2 separate regions of the Solanum lycopersicum genome follow, and region 1 is linked to region 2. Evidence: chromatin contacts called from public HiChIP or PLAC-seq data. All regions are on one chromosome and are shown on one strand. Each heading gives the region's core, a stretch centred on a gene start, on an enhancer-like site or on the middle of the called end of the contact. The rest is flanking DNA. Distances are from core to core; before and after follow the strand shown. Region 1 holds the start of LOC101250285. Region 2 holds the start of LOC101251662 (COP1-interacting protein 7-like).

Region 1 (4,303 bases), core at 316-2,815, 180 kb after region 2:
GTTTTCTATATTTTAAAAATAAATTATGTATGTTTTCTTTTGTTCTTATTTATTTTTACTTTTTTTTAATCTTTCGTATATTCTGTATTTTCTCTTCAACAGACCAAGTAACACTGGTAGTGACTCACCTTCAATATCAGGTCTCTGTCCTCACCGAATTTTCACCACCAAGCCAACTCTAATATTCAAACCATACACTTTTAACCATAACTTATTTTGCATCAATTTAAAAATTTGTTAGTAAATCAAAATTGAAGGTTAGAAAGATCGAACTTTAGATTCATTAATGGAAAAGAATTGATTAAGTAACACATCCAAATAATGAACAAAAACAATTAAGAAAATTATTGGGTTTGTCACCACGCAAGCCTATACCCTAGCGTGGAAGACACTAAGAATCATTGATGGCCCCAAACGAACCTCATTCTGGATGATTAAAAGGAGAAGACTAACTCATGCATACATAAGCATCAAACTGAAAGAAATGCTAAATCAACAGTGCAATAAGTTACATAAGTTTTAAATAAAATGTGTGAAATCAAAAGACTCTTCAAAACTGTCCATCTATGAAGCCTCCATCGTACACAAACGAGTGTCGAGAAAAGATCGATGACTCCTCAAGAGAATTACTATTGAAAACTCATAAAACTAGAGTCATCCAAAAGTAAGGAAAACTCACTCAAAATCTGATGAGTGGACGAAGTGGTTTAAACACTCTTGTTGAGAATGCTAAGAACATATATCTGCATCATTAAAAAGTACAGGTCGAATGACATTAATACGTTGAATGTAAGAGTATACATGCAATATAACTGAATAACAAATAACTCAATGAAAGAATTACAATAAATATAGATATATACTCAACTGAGTGTAAAGAAATAAAGGAGCGAAGTTACTAAAACATTTGCACTGAATACATCAAGTGATATAATTAAAAAAAAATACATTTTTAACTCTATCGGAAAGATTCTTTTACTAAAAAAAATACTTTAAATGCTTTTGCTTAAATCTTGGTTAAACCACTTTTTCAAAACTCATCTTTGCTTTGTAGGAAATCAGTTTAAAAAACAAAAATATTTGCTTTAAAAGATTTTCAAAAATTATGACTAAAAATAGGGTCATTCTAAAATATAGACATTAACGAATCAACTCAAGAATCACAATGTGTGTGTATATATATATATATATTATTCTCTTTCGTCTTCAAATCTATTTATGAAATTATACTAAATTTATTATCGTAATCGTAATAGTTATATTATACCAACAACATTAGTAGTAAAAAGGGATCAAGAAGCAGGGACAAAAGGAAATGTTGCAAGTTGGATAGAGCAATTTTGAAATTTTAAAAAAGGTAAAAATCTGTCTTTTTTATTTTTTAAGTACGAAAAAGATAGAATAATTTTTACTACAAAAATTTAGAACAAAACGAAAAGCATCTTAAAAAAAGCATATTTATCCGATTTAATTATGCTACACGGTACGTAGCATTTGGCTAGCACAATAATTAATATTCTCCAATTGACACCAACTAATCAATGACAAAAATAGCCAAAAAAAATATCTATGTTTCAAAAAAAAAAATTATGAATGGAAGTGCTAATAATCCAAAAATAGGTCTGACCTAGTTTTTCGAAATTCAAAAATATTTAAAGATCAAATTATATAATTAAAAAATATATTTAAAAATTTAATTTTGAAAATTTAATAATTATCAGGCAAATGCTAGAAAAGTACTTGTAATAATAACTCAACTTTTTATACTGACTTAAAAAAAACATTTTTTTAGGCATTGACTAGAAACATTTTAATTTTCATTTTCATCTTCTCCGTATTTAGTTACCCCTCATCTCATTTCCCTTTCCTTCTTCTTTCGATTTATTGCTGCAAAAGCTTTTGTATTGCAGAGTTAGGGTTTCACATATAACTGTGTGTGTACTCGCCGATTTTGGTTAGTTAGCAGATAAGTATTTCTTCGATTTCTCATCCTTTCTCTTTTTTACTCATCGAATTAACATTATTCTGATTCTGAACAGTTCCTTGTGTATATAGATTCATTAGATTGCTAGATTAGAGATCCTTTCTCTTTTATGATTGATTTTTATTATTTATTATAGGGTTTGTGAGAAGAGTTGACTCTGCTTAGTTTAACAGATTGTGTTTGTGTCTGAAAGTTTGCCACTCTTCCATGTTGATTTATTTTTGTAACTATTCTGAGTATCTTCTCAGACTTTGGTGTGTGACCAAAAAAGTTTTTTTTTTTTTTTGGTTGTGATTTATACATAAGTTCACTGTTGAAAGTGTTTTTTTTTCTTAAAGAGATGAGGGGACAAGGGGCTTTTTCTTTCACGAAATATAAAACTAGATGTACTTTTGGTTTTCAGTTCTTTAACCTTGAACTATTATTTAAACATGATTTTGGTTGTGTCTATTGTATTCGTATTTCATTTTAGGCTGCCTTTACTCTCTGCAATTTGATTTTGAGATATAATGGTGAACTATTACTGACTGGTTGCATATCCTAATTTATTTTCTGTGGGGGAAGTTGAATGTAAAGCTGTAGATTGAGGTTAGTATATTTATTCCTTGGAATCTCAATGAAATATTTTGAACAATTTAGAAAGCTTTTACAAGTATTAAAAGTTACCATGAAATATCATACCTTCTTAGTCTGTTCGTCCTGGTCTCTACCACCATTGTACATCTCGGTTATTCCTAATTATTAGAATCTTCATATGGCTATGTTTTTCATGTCTTATACAGTTATACTGAAACATCTATAATCATTTGTTTGCTGTCACAACTGTAACGTTATATCCGCTCCTTGCAATATGTTTTACATGTTCTGTCTAAACTGATGAGGAAATGCAGTACAGATCCACCTACTTACTTGCTATAGGAATCTCCTTTTTTTCTCTACAGAGATATGTTTGATGTCACACATATCTTTCGCGCACAATCCATGTGATACCTATCACCTCCCACCAACACCATGTATCTGATTACTAAGATGATGTTTTTTGTGTCGAACCTATTTGCTTATGATTCATATTTCCTTTTGAGGAAGAAATGTGAGGGCACTCTCCATGTTTAACCGGTTGTGAGTTTGAGTCACTAGGGCCGGGGAGCAAATATTGAGGCTCTGGGAGGAGTAAAAAGCTGCACTTAGTGGTGGTATTCATTTGGTTTCTTATGTACTGTTTAATAATGGCATTTCTCATTTGTAATAGAGATTTTTTTTTAAAAAAACAAAGATAATAGGTTGCCCAGAAGAATTTTGTGGCTAATGTTGAGAATTAGTATTCCATTGGGTTTGTGCTTTCATTTGATTGGTGAAGGTGAAGGTTCAAGTAAAAGGTTGAGTGGTCACCTTCTCCAACTCTACTCCAACCCCCATGCCCTCACTCTGCACTAACTTCAAATGCAAAATGAAATCATTTTTCTATACAATATAATAGTGGAGAACTTATATTCTACTTCAACATCTGCATGAAACTGTCGGCCGTCATGTGAGCTTTGTTTGGATCTTCCTTCCCATTATTCCATTGTCTATGTTGCTTGGACTCTTAAAAAATATCGATGGTGCTCGTCATATTTCTCAAAGTTACTGCTTTTCTTTTTTGATGAATTCGTCATGGATTTGTCAATAACTTATGGTTACTGATGAAGGATTCTATGAAAATAACGTGTTACATATTAGCTGGTTTGGTGTGTGTACTGATAATTTTTTTTATATATGTTTGGTTGTCACATTTTAATACAAGTTATCCACTGGGACGTGCTTGTTGAAGTTGAACTGTTGAAATGGCTTAATCTAGCGATTTCTAGAGATTTGATCTGTTATCTTTCTTTGTTTCTTTTTGTTTTCCACATGCTGTCTGGTTACTAAGGAGACTCAAATATGAGATTTCTGATAAACATTTTTTTAGGCATTGACTAGAAACATTTTCATTTGCATTTTCATCTTCTCCGTATTTAGTGCAACCATCACTTACCCCATTATATTCCTTTCAATTTCTTAAAACTCCTCATCTCATTTCCCTTTCCTTCTGAATTTCTTCTTTCTATTTATTGCTGCAAAAGCGTTTGTGTTGCAGAGTTAGGGTTTCACATATAACTGTGTGTGTACTCACCGATATTGGTTACTTAACAGATAAGTATTTCTTCGTTTTCTCATCCTTTCTCCTTTTTACTCATCAAATTAACATTATCCTAATTCTGAACAGTTCCTTGTATATATAGATTCATTAGAATTGTAGATTAGAGATCTTTGTCTTTTTTTTGAAATTTTTGTTAGTGA
Region 2 (4,669 bases), core at 1,012-3,511:
GACTTCACATAATCCATGGTAATTATTTCATCCTACTTAACAACATCATGTTTCAATTTCACGTGTTTACTCGGACTCTAATAAGTTTTATTCTTCACAATAGCAATTGCGGCTTGACCATCACAGTGCATACACACAAGAGGCAGCAAATCATTTTTTTGAAGGGATATTCACTAAGAAATTACTCAGCTACTCAAAACTTAACTCCAGAACTACAAGGTCTAACTCCATAGTCAATCTAGTAATAATTGTTTGATTAGCTAATTTTCATGATACTGTACCACCACCTAAGGTGAACCATAACCACTAGTGGATTTTGTATAATCTGAATCAGAGATCCAAATCCAATTTGCACCACAATATCCTTCTAATGTAAAAGGAAAACTATACAAGATGTCATAATTCATGGTTCCTCTCAAATATTTCACCCCTCTAAGTAATGCAGATCCATGCTCTTTATTGGGACTACATCTACGCACAACATAAAATATATCACGCCCACTAAAATTCATTTAATGAAGCAACCTCCAATTAAAGGGCAATTGGGTCACTATTATTCTTTTTCAATTGAGAGTTATCCATCGTAAGGAGTGACCACATGAATCACCTCAAAACATTCAAACTTCTTAAGAAGTCTTCTCACAATGTTGTTGTGACAACATTATCCATTTTCACTCCTTATAACTTTTAACTCCTAATATCATAATTACTTCACCAAGATCTTTCATATCAAGATTAATAGACAAAAACAGTTTGACAATTTACATAATTTGAACTTGTACCAAATATGAGCATGTTATAAACATATAAAAGCATATTATCACATAATCAATGGTGATGCTATTATCGGTCTAAGTTTGGTTTATAGTCCAAAAAGCACCAAACATACTACACTTGATCAAGCAAATCCAGCAAGTTAAACGCTTCTTCCTGTAAGTTCTTGTGAAATATGTGGCATATTGTAGGCAAAATATTTATTTCAAAATGTATTTGAGAAACCAAACATAAAGTGTATTTGAGAGGTTAAAATCTCAACGCCAACGAAAGCAATGTGGCAGCAAAAGAATTAGCCAAGAAAATTCTTACAATTGTCAACGCCTCTCATCACTTGTCAAATGGTGGCAATAGATGTCTATAAATAGGCATGAGTATTTACAGAAAAATAGATCCCAATACAAGCTACAAAAGTATGTCGATTGCCCTAAATGTTGGACTTCAAAAGTAACCAACAACAACCCCAACTGGTCTATTATCCTGCTACACTAGGTACAAACTAAAATTTGTTTTAAGTTATTTTGGTATACTGAAGAAATATATGTCAAACATGAACTCCCTGTTTCAATAAGGGAGAAACAAAATGTAAGGCAACAAAAAACTGAAAATGATACAGCCAATTGAAATTTAAACAAAAGTCTGACCTGTTCTGGCTTGGAAAAATCTGAAATTCAACATAGTCCATCAAGACATCAGCATCCATTCCATCCTCCATCTTTAAAGACTAAGCCTGGTGAAAGGAAACTGGTTAAAGATCTCAATGTAAGAATGACATGATTATTCATCACTCTCAATCGTTTTAGCAGTAGCAGTAGCAGTAATATATACTCAAAGAGGAAGTCATCTGACATGTACGGTGTTCTAAATTCAACAAAGAAGTCATTTTGATCGAAGACGAATCAAACAATAACAAATGAATCAACCCAACATTGCGAAAAATAATCTATCTATTCACCTGATAAAACAACATGAACATAATCAAATCTCAACTATCCAAAGATCAATAAGCTGAAATTAAACAAAAGCAACAAAAGAGCACAAAAAAAGAACCAACATTTACACAAGAAAGAAACAATCTTGGATTTAGAAAAGTACCACTGACCCAGAAATGCTTAGTCCAAGAATGTCAAGTTTCAAACTTGGATCAACTAAAATCTACCTGGGTTTCTGCAGAAGAGTAAAATGCAGGTGGAAATAGAGCACACCCTTCAAAGTTGCAGAAAAAAAAAAGAAGCAAAAAGTTGTTGCCTTGTTAGTGAAGATCTCAAATGGGGGTTCGATTCAAGAACATAAAAAGATTTAGACTTTGATAAAAGTTGTGGTCACAGCCCCAGTTGGAGTGTTGAGAGAAAAAAGCAAAGAAAGAAGAGAACTTTGAGTGTAAGGAAGAAGATAAAAAGAAGGGAGCAAAAAACAACTTACAGAGAGTGTGTTTTTAGAGAGAGAGTGAAGGGTGGGTGGGAGAGTGGGGATGAAAAAGTGGTGATTGTGTTTTGCTTAATACTATGATATATGATGTGTTTATTATTGCACCCAACGCTAATTATGAAATTTAAAATAAAAAATAGTTTTTACTTTTTAAGTGAAAAATTATTATTTCTTTTTTAGCTATTGAATATTATTTCAGGTTATTTCTGACTTTTTGTAAGTAATCTAAAATAAAAACAAAAAAATAAAGTTTTTTGTTGATAAAATATTGTTTGAAGTTGTTCTTGACTTTTTTGTAAGTAATCTAAAAGTAAAAATTATTTAAAATTTTATGATCAAAATTAAAAAAAAAATTTTTTGAGGAAGATCAAAATCTATTTTTCGAGTTTAAAAAATTTCAATGGCCAAAATTATATTGTCTACATCTCAATTTATATATGATTGGTCACGTAATTTTAAAAAATAAGGAAAATTTTTGTTATGTTTATCAAATTGTCTTTTACTAAAGTTATTTTGTGGGTTATTTTTAATTGACATTTCTTCAAAATAAAAGTGTTAATACACCTCAATAAAACGATATCGTCAAATAGTAATCAACTAATAAAGATATTGTATAAATTGGGACGGAGAGGCTAAATTATGTTCTTTTCAATGTCGGAACGATGTAAAGAGTGTACGACTTTTTTTTTTCATCTATGAATTCAAATTCAAATTAAGTTGGTGGTCCTCTCTTCATAAAATAGCAAAAATGGTCCCTTATTATTTGAGCTAAAGTCAAGGGGATCATTTAAATATTTAAAGTGATAATTAATTAATTCTAATTAATTATTTAATAACTTTTGATTGAAAATTTTAATATGAATTGCAAATGTTTTTTTTTTTAGAAGAACTCATATTTGGAGTTTGTTTTTATTTATTTATACTACTCTTAATATCTTCTGTTTTAGAGTGGTCCGTTTAAGGTATATTTTTTGCTATTCTCTCCATTGCAATGATGCGATATTAATTGACAAGATACTAAGTTCAAAAATGAAATTAAAACTTTTGAAATTTATAATCTAAAACAGTTATAAATATTTACATGACTATAAATCATCTTATTAAGAATAAAGTGTAGAGTTTAAAGTTTAAGTTATTACAAAATATTAAAATATATTGTTTTTTAGGATGATTTGTGAAAAAAATATCACCTAAACTTGAAATCATACAGGTACGTTTTATCCATTTCTGGTGTATAATCAATAATGCAATATTTTGGGGTTTTGGTTTGTAAGATTTGATGGAAGGTGTCTTTGGTTTAAAACAATATATTAGTGAGTTTGTTAAATATTTAATAAATTTATAAAATCAAAATTGCTTAGAAATATATTCTGGGGTCATTTTGAACCATTTCCTATATCTAAGGGACTTCTGTTGTCATTTTCTTGTCCCCTCTCTTTGTCAAAATTACTACAAATCAGAATTGTTTCATCTATGAAACGTTACTATTCTTATGTTCTTTTCTTTTTGAAAATTGTTTCCATCAGTTTAGACCACAAAAATTACAAAATACTCTGGAATATTTTTTTACATATTTTCAGTTTAAAATTATAAAATTCGAATAATTCCTTTCCTTTCTCAAGTCAAAATCAAGCATTCACATTGAAATAATTGCTAGAAAAAAAACCCTATAGGTAATTTTGGCATATGGTTGAGGAGAGGAAGTCAAACTAGCTGGAGTCATGTGCATAATTTGCATTATGAAATGTGAACAGTACCTTCTCTATTATTTAAGTTCAAAAATGAAAATTTTGGAGTGTCCCAACATAAGAAGAAGTGTAACTTCAAACTCTGTTCCGTTAAATTGTAACAAAAAGTTTTAAAGGTAAAATCTTAGCCAATTGTGGTCGTATAAATCTTTTTTTTTTCATCTCTTTTTGGGATATTATGCTATATTACAATTTACAAGAACATAGTGTGTCTTGTCAAACGATTGGAAATTGGAGAGAGGACTTTTAACAGGAATAATGGAAGTGATAGAGAGACAGCTGCATGGGAATGGTGGACCTATAGCTTGACTTGGAAGAAAAAAACACACAAGGGCAAATGCCAAATACACAGACATCAGCCACTTCTTTTTAGTAAATCTTGAAGCAACAGTAATTCATACCATATTCAAATAACAATCAATCATGTGGCTTCTCCCCACTATATCTATCTCCTTTATTCCCAGTCCCCACACACCTAATTTAAAATTTTGATTTATATATTTCCCTTCTATTAATTCAACAAGTCCAACTCCAGTATTACTCTAAACCGCCCCCTTTTCAACAGCGTAGATATCCATTTCCTTCCCGTTTTGCCCGCTCTTCTGTAACCATCTTGTTCTACCAAGTAGAAGCTTATCTATGTAATACAAAACTGGAGTGCTAGTATTATACTAGGAGAACCCCTATTCACTTGTAAATTACAGGCTTAATCAGATAGA

What was found. HiChIP or PLAC-seq counts read pairs in DNA pulled down with a chosen protein or histone mark.
Region 1: a contact with region 2 is called in an RNA polymerase II HiChIP or PLAC-seq map of leaf, with 4 times the contacts expected there. The contact joins the promoter of LOC101250285 here to the promoter of LOC101251662 in region 2. A contact is called at or near these places in 3 of 8 Hi-C or Micro-C datasets (leaf and leaf mesophyll) and 1 of 1 datasets of contacts at active chromatin or transcription factors (leaf).

What each region holds. Positions count from the first base shown.
Region 1 is chr3:53,201,700-53,206,002 of SLM_r2.1, forward strand. LOC101250285 reads left to right here and starts at 1,566. Exons shown (of 7, transcript XM_069295142.1): 1 at 1,566-2,572.
Region 2 is chr3:53,021,220-53,025,888 of SLM_r2.1, forward strand. LOC101251662 (COP1-interacting protein 7-like) reads right to left here and starts at 2,262. Exons shown (of 11, transcript XM_069295130.1): 1 at 1,870-2,262; 2 at 1,419-1,504. The coding sequence starts at 1,489.